Linked DNA regions of Muntiacus reevesi: region 2 is linked to region 1. A link is a contact called in public Hi-C data. All regions are on one chromosome and are shown on one strand. Each heading gives the region's core, a stretch centred on a gene start, on an enhancer-like site or on the middle of the called end of the contact. The rest is flanking DNA. Distances are from core to core; before and after follow the strand shown.

Evidence for each region. Hi-C and Micro-C count contacts between places; a contact is called where the count stands out from the background.
Region 2: a Hi-C map of blood shows a contact between it and region 1, with 5 times the contacts expected there. The contact joins the promoter of AAMDC here to the promoter of USP35 in region 1. A contact is called at or near these places in 2 of 3 Hi-C or Micro-C datasets (blood and muscle).

What each region holds. Positions count from the first base shown.
Region 1 is chr5:17,421,173-17,424,378 of mMunRee1.1, forward strand. It overlaps USP35 (ubiquitin specific peptidase 35), which reads right to left and starts at 1,579. Exons shown (of 11, transcript XM_065937009.1): 1 at 1,308-1,579. It overlaps KCTD21 (potassium channel tetramerization domain containing 21), which reads left to right and starts at 1,853. Exons shown (of 2, transcript XM_065936402.1): 1 at 1,853-1,898.
Region 2 is chr5:17,707,268-17,710,473 of mMunRee1.1, forward strand. AAMDC (adipogenesis associated Mth938 domain containing) reads right to left here and starts at 1,553. Exons shown (of 4, transcript XM_065937195.1): 1 at 1,417-1,553. It overlaps RSF1 (remodeling and spacing factor 1), which reads left to right and starts at 1,734. Exons shown (of 16, transcript XM_065937197.1): 1 at 1,734-2,126. The coding sequence starts at 1,940.

The sequences.
Region 1 (3,206 bases), core at 329-2,828:
CAGGGACAGGCCTGACCCTTGGTCCATTCACTGCCCCCTGGTCAGGTCCAGTTGTGCGTATCCACAACCCTGAGGATCTGAAAACATCAGCCAAGAGAACCCCTACACAGGTCACTGGATGGGCCATTCTAGAAGTTACCCCAAAAACCAGAGCTGAAGAAAAAGAAAACAAACAAAGAAGACTGTTCCTGGTTCACTCTCAGGTAGAAAGCTCATGGAATCTCCTGGGACAGGGAAGGGTGCTTCAAGGACTCACTCAATCTCTTCAGATGCCGGAGCACAGCAACCAAACCCCCCCTCCCCCCAGCGCCCCAGCACTGAGGAGCCCATTTCCTTTCCTCTTTGACCCTCACACCCAGTCTCCCTCCTTTGGCTCCCCTGGGTGCTGGAGCTGCTTGTGGGAGGGGAAAGCGGAGCACCAGGCTGTCCTTCCTGACACCCAGAAGCTCTCCATCCCTGGCCCCTCAGGCCTCTGGACAGCAGCATTCCTCTCTGTATTTTTTAACTGAACTCCTATGCAAGGCAGCCCTGGGAAGGATCCCCTTGCCACACTACAAGGAGACCTTCATTTGGGCCACCAAACTGTCGCCCCGAAAGAAAAAAGGAAAAAAAAAAAAAGGAGGTGGGGAGAGGTTATCAGTAAAAACCAACTACGGTTTTACCGAAGAGGAACTGAGGAAGAGAAGGGAAGGAGGTGGGATATATTCCCTTCTCAGAAACACATAAGCAATGGGGGCCACCTCTCACACACTTCTGATGGCCGCGCCCCCACCCCCACCCCAGGCTTTCTGGAAGAGCGGGCACCAGGCTGACATATCCGGGGTCTCCTGTCCGCAAGGCTTCTTGTAGCTGGAGTACGCCCTGGGGGAGAATGCAGAGAATAGCAGAGCCCATTCCAAGCGCAGGTGGCCTCTTGGGCGCTCCCAGTTTGTAACCCACCTCGGTCCCACCCCACCCCTTCCAGTTATACCACTGCACCTGCTCCCAGCCCAGAGTGGGGCTGCGGATCCCACGGAAGGCCGATGAGCTTCATGATATACTGGGCGCCGGTACCCTCAACCCTGAGGGGGGCGGGGGCAGGGGCGGGGTCTCTATATACACAATTGATGAAGGAGGAGATTGAGGCCCAGAGAGGGGCAGCTACTCGCCCAAGGTCACACAGCCAGGCCCACTATACACCCAGACCTCCCGCCTCCCAGCCCCGAATTCTCTCAGAGCTCTACGCGCGTGTCCGGGCTCTCGAACCATCAGAAGGATGGTTCAGACACTCCCTCCCCCAACCTGCACACACACCCCAGCCCTCTTACCTTCGGAAGCCTGGTGGCCCCGGCCTCAGGAGTCAGCTCCTAAGGAGGGGAGCTCTGGCCGGGAAGGAGCCAGGCTGGGCCAGGAGAGGTCAGGGCGGGTCCTTGGCTTCCCCTGGAGTGGGGACGCCCTCCGCCAAGTCCCAGACGGCAGGGATGCTGCTTCCACTGCAAAGCCCAACCTCTCCACCCGGCCCTGCACAAGTCTGTAACTGGGGAGCTCGACTCAGCGGCGTAGCCACAGGGCTGCGGGGCGAAGTGGGGGGAGGGGCGAGGTGCGGGGAAAGGGGCGGAGCCGAGCGGGGGCTACCCCGCGAACCACCACTCAAGCTGCGTCCCCTTTAAGGCGAGCCGGCCGGAGCGCTGGTGGAGGCGGGGCGGGAGCGGGCCGGCTAACTGCAATGCCTCCCGGGAGATGGAGTTCGATGCCCAGCGCGCGGAGCTACAAAGAGCCTATTGGAGGACTACAAGTCCCAAAAAGCAGCGCGCGGATCCCGGGCCGCCACGCCCCTGGACTGGGCTCCGGCCCTCCGCCCCCTTCGCAAAGCTGCGCTGGCCGCCCGCGGAGGGGAGGTTGCTGAGCGAGGGCCGGAGGTGGGTGCGGCACGGACTGGGGCGTGGGGTGCAGGGACTGCCGGCGAGGGGTCACGGATCCATCTGGGCACCTGTCCTACCGTGAGACGTCATCTAGCCTATCCTAGCCTCGCCATTCTCATCCGTGCAATGGGAATAGCAACGCCAGTGGCCGCGGGGGAGGGGATGTTTATGGGGAAGAAGGGGCGGAGCTCGTGAAAGAAGCCTGGATGGATGGCGATAGCCTGAAAAGCCCGGATAATAAGGGCCGAGACTGTGGGAGGAGTCCTGTGGGTGGGTCAAGAAGGGGCGGGGTCTCTAGATAAGAAGTGGAACGCGCGTGAGATCGGAGAAGGGGCTGGGGAGTGGGTGCAGAGGCCAAGGAAGCAAGCCTGAGTTGGACTGGGTGGAATGAGCCGAAAAGCGTTGGGGAGGGAGGGGTGGAGACAGAAAGATGAAAAGGATCCCTCTCGGCCCTGTAAAAGCCCAGTGTCAGCAGCGCTGATGTGACTTGAGTAAGAAGGTGCCCAAATGGGCAAATGTCTGTGGATGCACGGATCATCTTTTCCTTGTGACTAGAAAATAAAGAGCCCATTCTTTGAACTCGGCGTCATACATATGAGTTCATTCAACTCACACCCTGTGAAGACGTCACCATATCTGTTTACAATTGAGGAACTTGAGGCTCAGAGAAGTAAAATGACTTGCCCCAAACCACCCAGCACTCCTTACTCTCAAGGCACTGTTTTTTTCCATGCACTGCAGGGAAGTAGAGATTTAATCTGTAGCGAATGGCAGGGAATAGATGATAAGTGTCCCGGTCCTTCACAGGTTGTGTGACAGGACCAGCTTCCTCACTGCCAACCTCCGAGGCTTATTGTTAGGATGAAATGAGGAGGTAGGTTTGAAAGCCGTTGGTTCATAAATTATCTTTCTTGTGAGGAGCAGGAAGACCGTGGAAGAGTGGTTGGGCCTGAGGAAAACCAGAAGGTGAAGCCTAAGGGTGAGCCAAAAGGATGAAGGACGATTCTGGAAGAGGGTAGAGGATGATGATTGTTGGGAATCTACACCAGATGAGATACTTTGCTGTGCAAGCCAGGTCAGGTGACTTCCCTTCTCCAGCCCTGTTGGTTGACTGCTTCAAGGATCCATGTGTGTCATCTGAATCGGGAAGCACCTTCTCTGTTTGGTGAGCACAAAATGGAGCAAACAGCATTTGGGCCTTTTAGAGATAGGAACTGGGCAAAGCAGAGCTAAAGATACAGCTGTTGGGTGTGGAGGTGGCGAGCGGTATCCCCAGATAGTCTCCAGGGCTGTGAGCCAGGCTCT
Region 2 (3,206 bases), core at 303-2,802, 290 kb after region 1:
AATATAATTATTTGCCTATATATTTCTTTTTTTGTTGTTCAGTTGCTCAGTCATGTCTGACTCTTTGTGACCCCAAGGACTACAGCACACCAGGCCTCCCTGTCCTTCACTATCTCCCGGAATGTGCTCAAATTCATGTCCATTGAGTTGATGATGCCATATATTTCTTTATTTTCCTTTTAATTATAAATTGTCCTATGATTTATATTATACTTTGAAATTCTTTTATTAAGTAGATAATATATAAATTTTAAATGCACACTGCAATTTTTGGCTCAAAGTAGTAAACTATCAATTACAAACAACTGAATTCAATCTAAATTTTAGGAATTTTCTTCAATAGTAGCAAGCAATATTTTTTAAGTATTTACAATGTGACAGGGGCTTCCCTGGTAAAGAACCTGTCTGCAATGCAGGAGACCCCGGTTGGATGCCTAGGTTGGAAGATCCACTGGAGAAGGAAATGGCTACCCACTCCAGTATTCTGGCCTGGAGAATTCCCTGGACAGTTCATGGGGTCGCAAAGAGTCAGACACGACTGAGCGACTTTCACTCACAATGTGCCAGGGCATTGTGCTAATCAATTTATTGTGAATTATACAGTAAAATCTTATGATGTAGGTACTACCGTCACCGCCCCCCCCCCCCAACTTCAGAGGTTCAAAGAAATGAAAAAATCTTCCCCCATGTCGTGAAGTGGTTCTGTTAGGACAAGTCTTGCTGTACTCCAAGTCCAGACTCTCAACCATAATGCACATTATATCCCAAGCTGCATTCTGCTTTGCATTACTTATGGTTTTTCTGAGCTTCTTTGTGGGAACCTCTCCCACAAAGAAGCTCACTCCTTCTCCCAACGAAGCAGAACTCTGTCTTCTAACAAACTTTTTGCCCTTGCAACAAATTTCCTACCAGGTGCAGTGCAGTCCTAGTCCACCCTCGATCTTGGTTCCGCTACAGATATTGCTCCCTAAGATCTCAGTCCTTAACAGGGCCCCTCGCCCTTCACCCTGGCAAACTCAGGAGGGCCCAATCCTCTCAAACGTTGCTCCCTGAGAAGAGCCTGGTCCCTTCAAACCCCGGATTTCCTACCACGGCCCCAACTCCTCAGACTGGAGATCCCGGCAGAATCTCGTTCCATCAGGCCCTTGTCCCCCAGTTCTCAGACACTGCTTTCAAGCAGGTGCAGTACTTGTACCTCAGCAAACTTCACAGAGACTCCTTCATTACAAAGCTTCCATCCCAATTCCCAACTCAGGGCACGTCTCTACTTTTCCCCTCTCCAATTTTTCCTCAGAATCGTTTTTGTGTGTGTTTTTTTTTTCTATTCTGCTCTTTTTCTCCTCTTTATTCGCTCTCCTCAGCTTCCCGACCATCTGGTGGCCAGTTGCAGTCCCACGAGTGGCCCCCCAAACTTACCCGACACCCTCCGAGGAGCGGCGATCTCAAACCGCTCAGCGCTTTACCTTTCACCTTTGCTCAGGCGGTCTCCGCTAGACGCTCTCCCCCCCCGACTCGCCCCGCCCGGAAAAGAATGTTTCGGCCAGTCTTCAAGCGAAGCTCCGCCCCTTCAAGTCTATTGGTCATTGCCCCCCAAAGTCCCGCCTCCCGAGCTTCCAGCCCCGCCTCCCTGCCCCGCAGCCCTTGTTTTCATTCCCCCTGTCACACGAGGCAGTGGCAAGCCCGAAGTGGGAGGAGCGGGAAGAGGGAGGAAAGTGAAAGGCACGGAGCGCCTCTCTTTCCTCCGTCTGACTGGGTTCTCGACTGCTCTGGACCGCCGTTGTATTGTGGGATCGCGGCGCCGTGCCTGAGACGCCCGGATCCGCAGGGGCGCCCACTTGCTAGCGCCTCCTGTCGTCTGTAAGGTTGCCCTGCTGTTCCTCGGCACCCCAACTCCCCTCACCCCCCCATCGCCTCCTCCTCCTCCATCCTCCAGTTCAAAATGGCGGCGGCGGCGGCAGCGGCGGCGGCGATGGCTCCTCCGGGCTGCCCGGGTTCGTGTCCCAACTTCGCCGTAGTCTGCTCTTTCTTGGAGCGCTACGGGCCGCTGCTTGACCTGCCTGAGTTGCCGTTCCCGGAGCTCGAGCGGGTGCTGCAAGCTCCGCCGCCGGACGTCGGCAACGGAGAAGGTAAGCGAGGGGGCCCGAACGCCCGGCGGGAAGCGGCCCTGGCTTGCTCCTTCTCTCTGCTCCCCACAGACACCCCGGGCCTCCGCGGCTCTGTCCTCCCGCTGAGGCGCAGTTCCGCGCGGCCCGTCTCCTCCGCCCAGCCCCCGGGGGTCTCGGGCAGTGAGGAGGCGGGGCGGAGGCCCCGTAGGGCCAACTCCGCCCGTCGCCCAGCAGAGGTGGGGGCGTCGTGGTCTGGGTCTGGGCTGGGCGCGGGGGGTGGGGGGGATCATTGTGCTGGTCGGCCGCACCCGGGGCTGCTACCCCGCGGTGTGGGCCGGGTCCCTCACCCCTTCTCCCTCTCGGTGGCGGAGGAAGGGGAGCGCAGGTTCCGGCCAGCTTTGCGCTTTTCTCCTCTACCCCTCCCTCGCTCCCTCCCCTCCTCCCACCATCCTCCCTACTATCTCGGGGGAGGCTGGGCTCGTCTTCTCTGGGCGCCCCTTTCTCTCCCTCCACCTGGGTGGGCGGGGGCCAGAGGACACTTCATCTCTCCCTCCCTCTAGTGGGAACTCCCCCGAGAGAGAGTCGGCTCAGGTCTCCTTTCCCTTCCCCTCCAGGGCCGCTTTAACCCCCAAAACTCCTTCCTATGAGTCGGGAGGTTTGCTGCTCCTTCAGGGGAAGGGGGTCCTCTAACATTCTCACTTTGCGGGGGTGGTGAAGTCGCTTTTGCTTCTCCGCTTTGGTGGGCAGAGGGTTAATTTCTCATCCCCCATAGTTTTCCTCCTCCTGCCTCCCCCCTCCCCCCCCCCCCCCCCCAAATAATAGAAAAGCATCTTTCCACTTTTCCAGTCCCTTCCCCCTTCATTCTGGCAGTAAGGCTTAGGGGAAGAAGTCGCCCTCCCATTTGAAGGGTAGGGTGGGGTGTTTAGCATGTAGGATGGAGGAGGGGCTCAGACGGAGGGGGAAACAGTTGAAGAAGGTGCTTGTTGCTCATGTTTCTCTCTCTGGTGCCGCCGGTCTATTATTGGTGTTCGCAAGTGGTGCTCCTTCCACATAAGGCCACCGCGCGGGTGCAGGGCGCATGCTCCGCCCGGCCCATTGAAA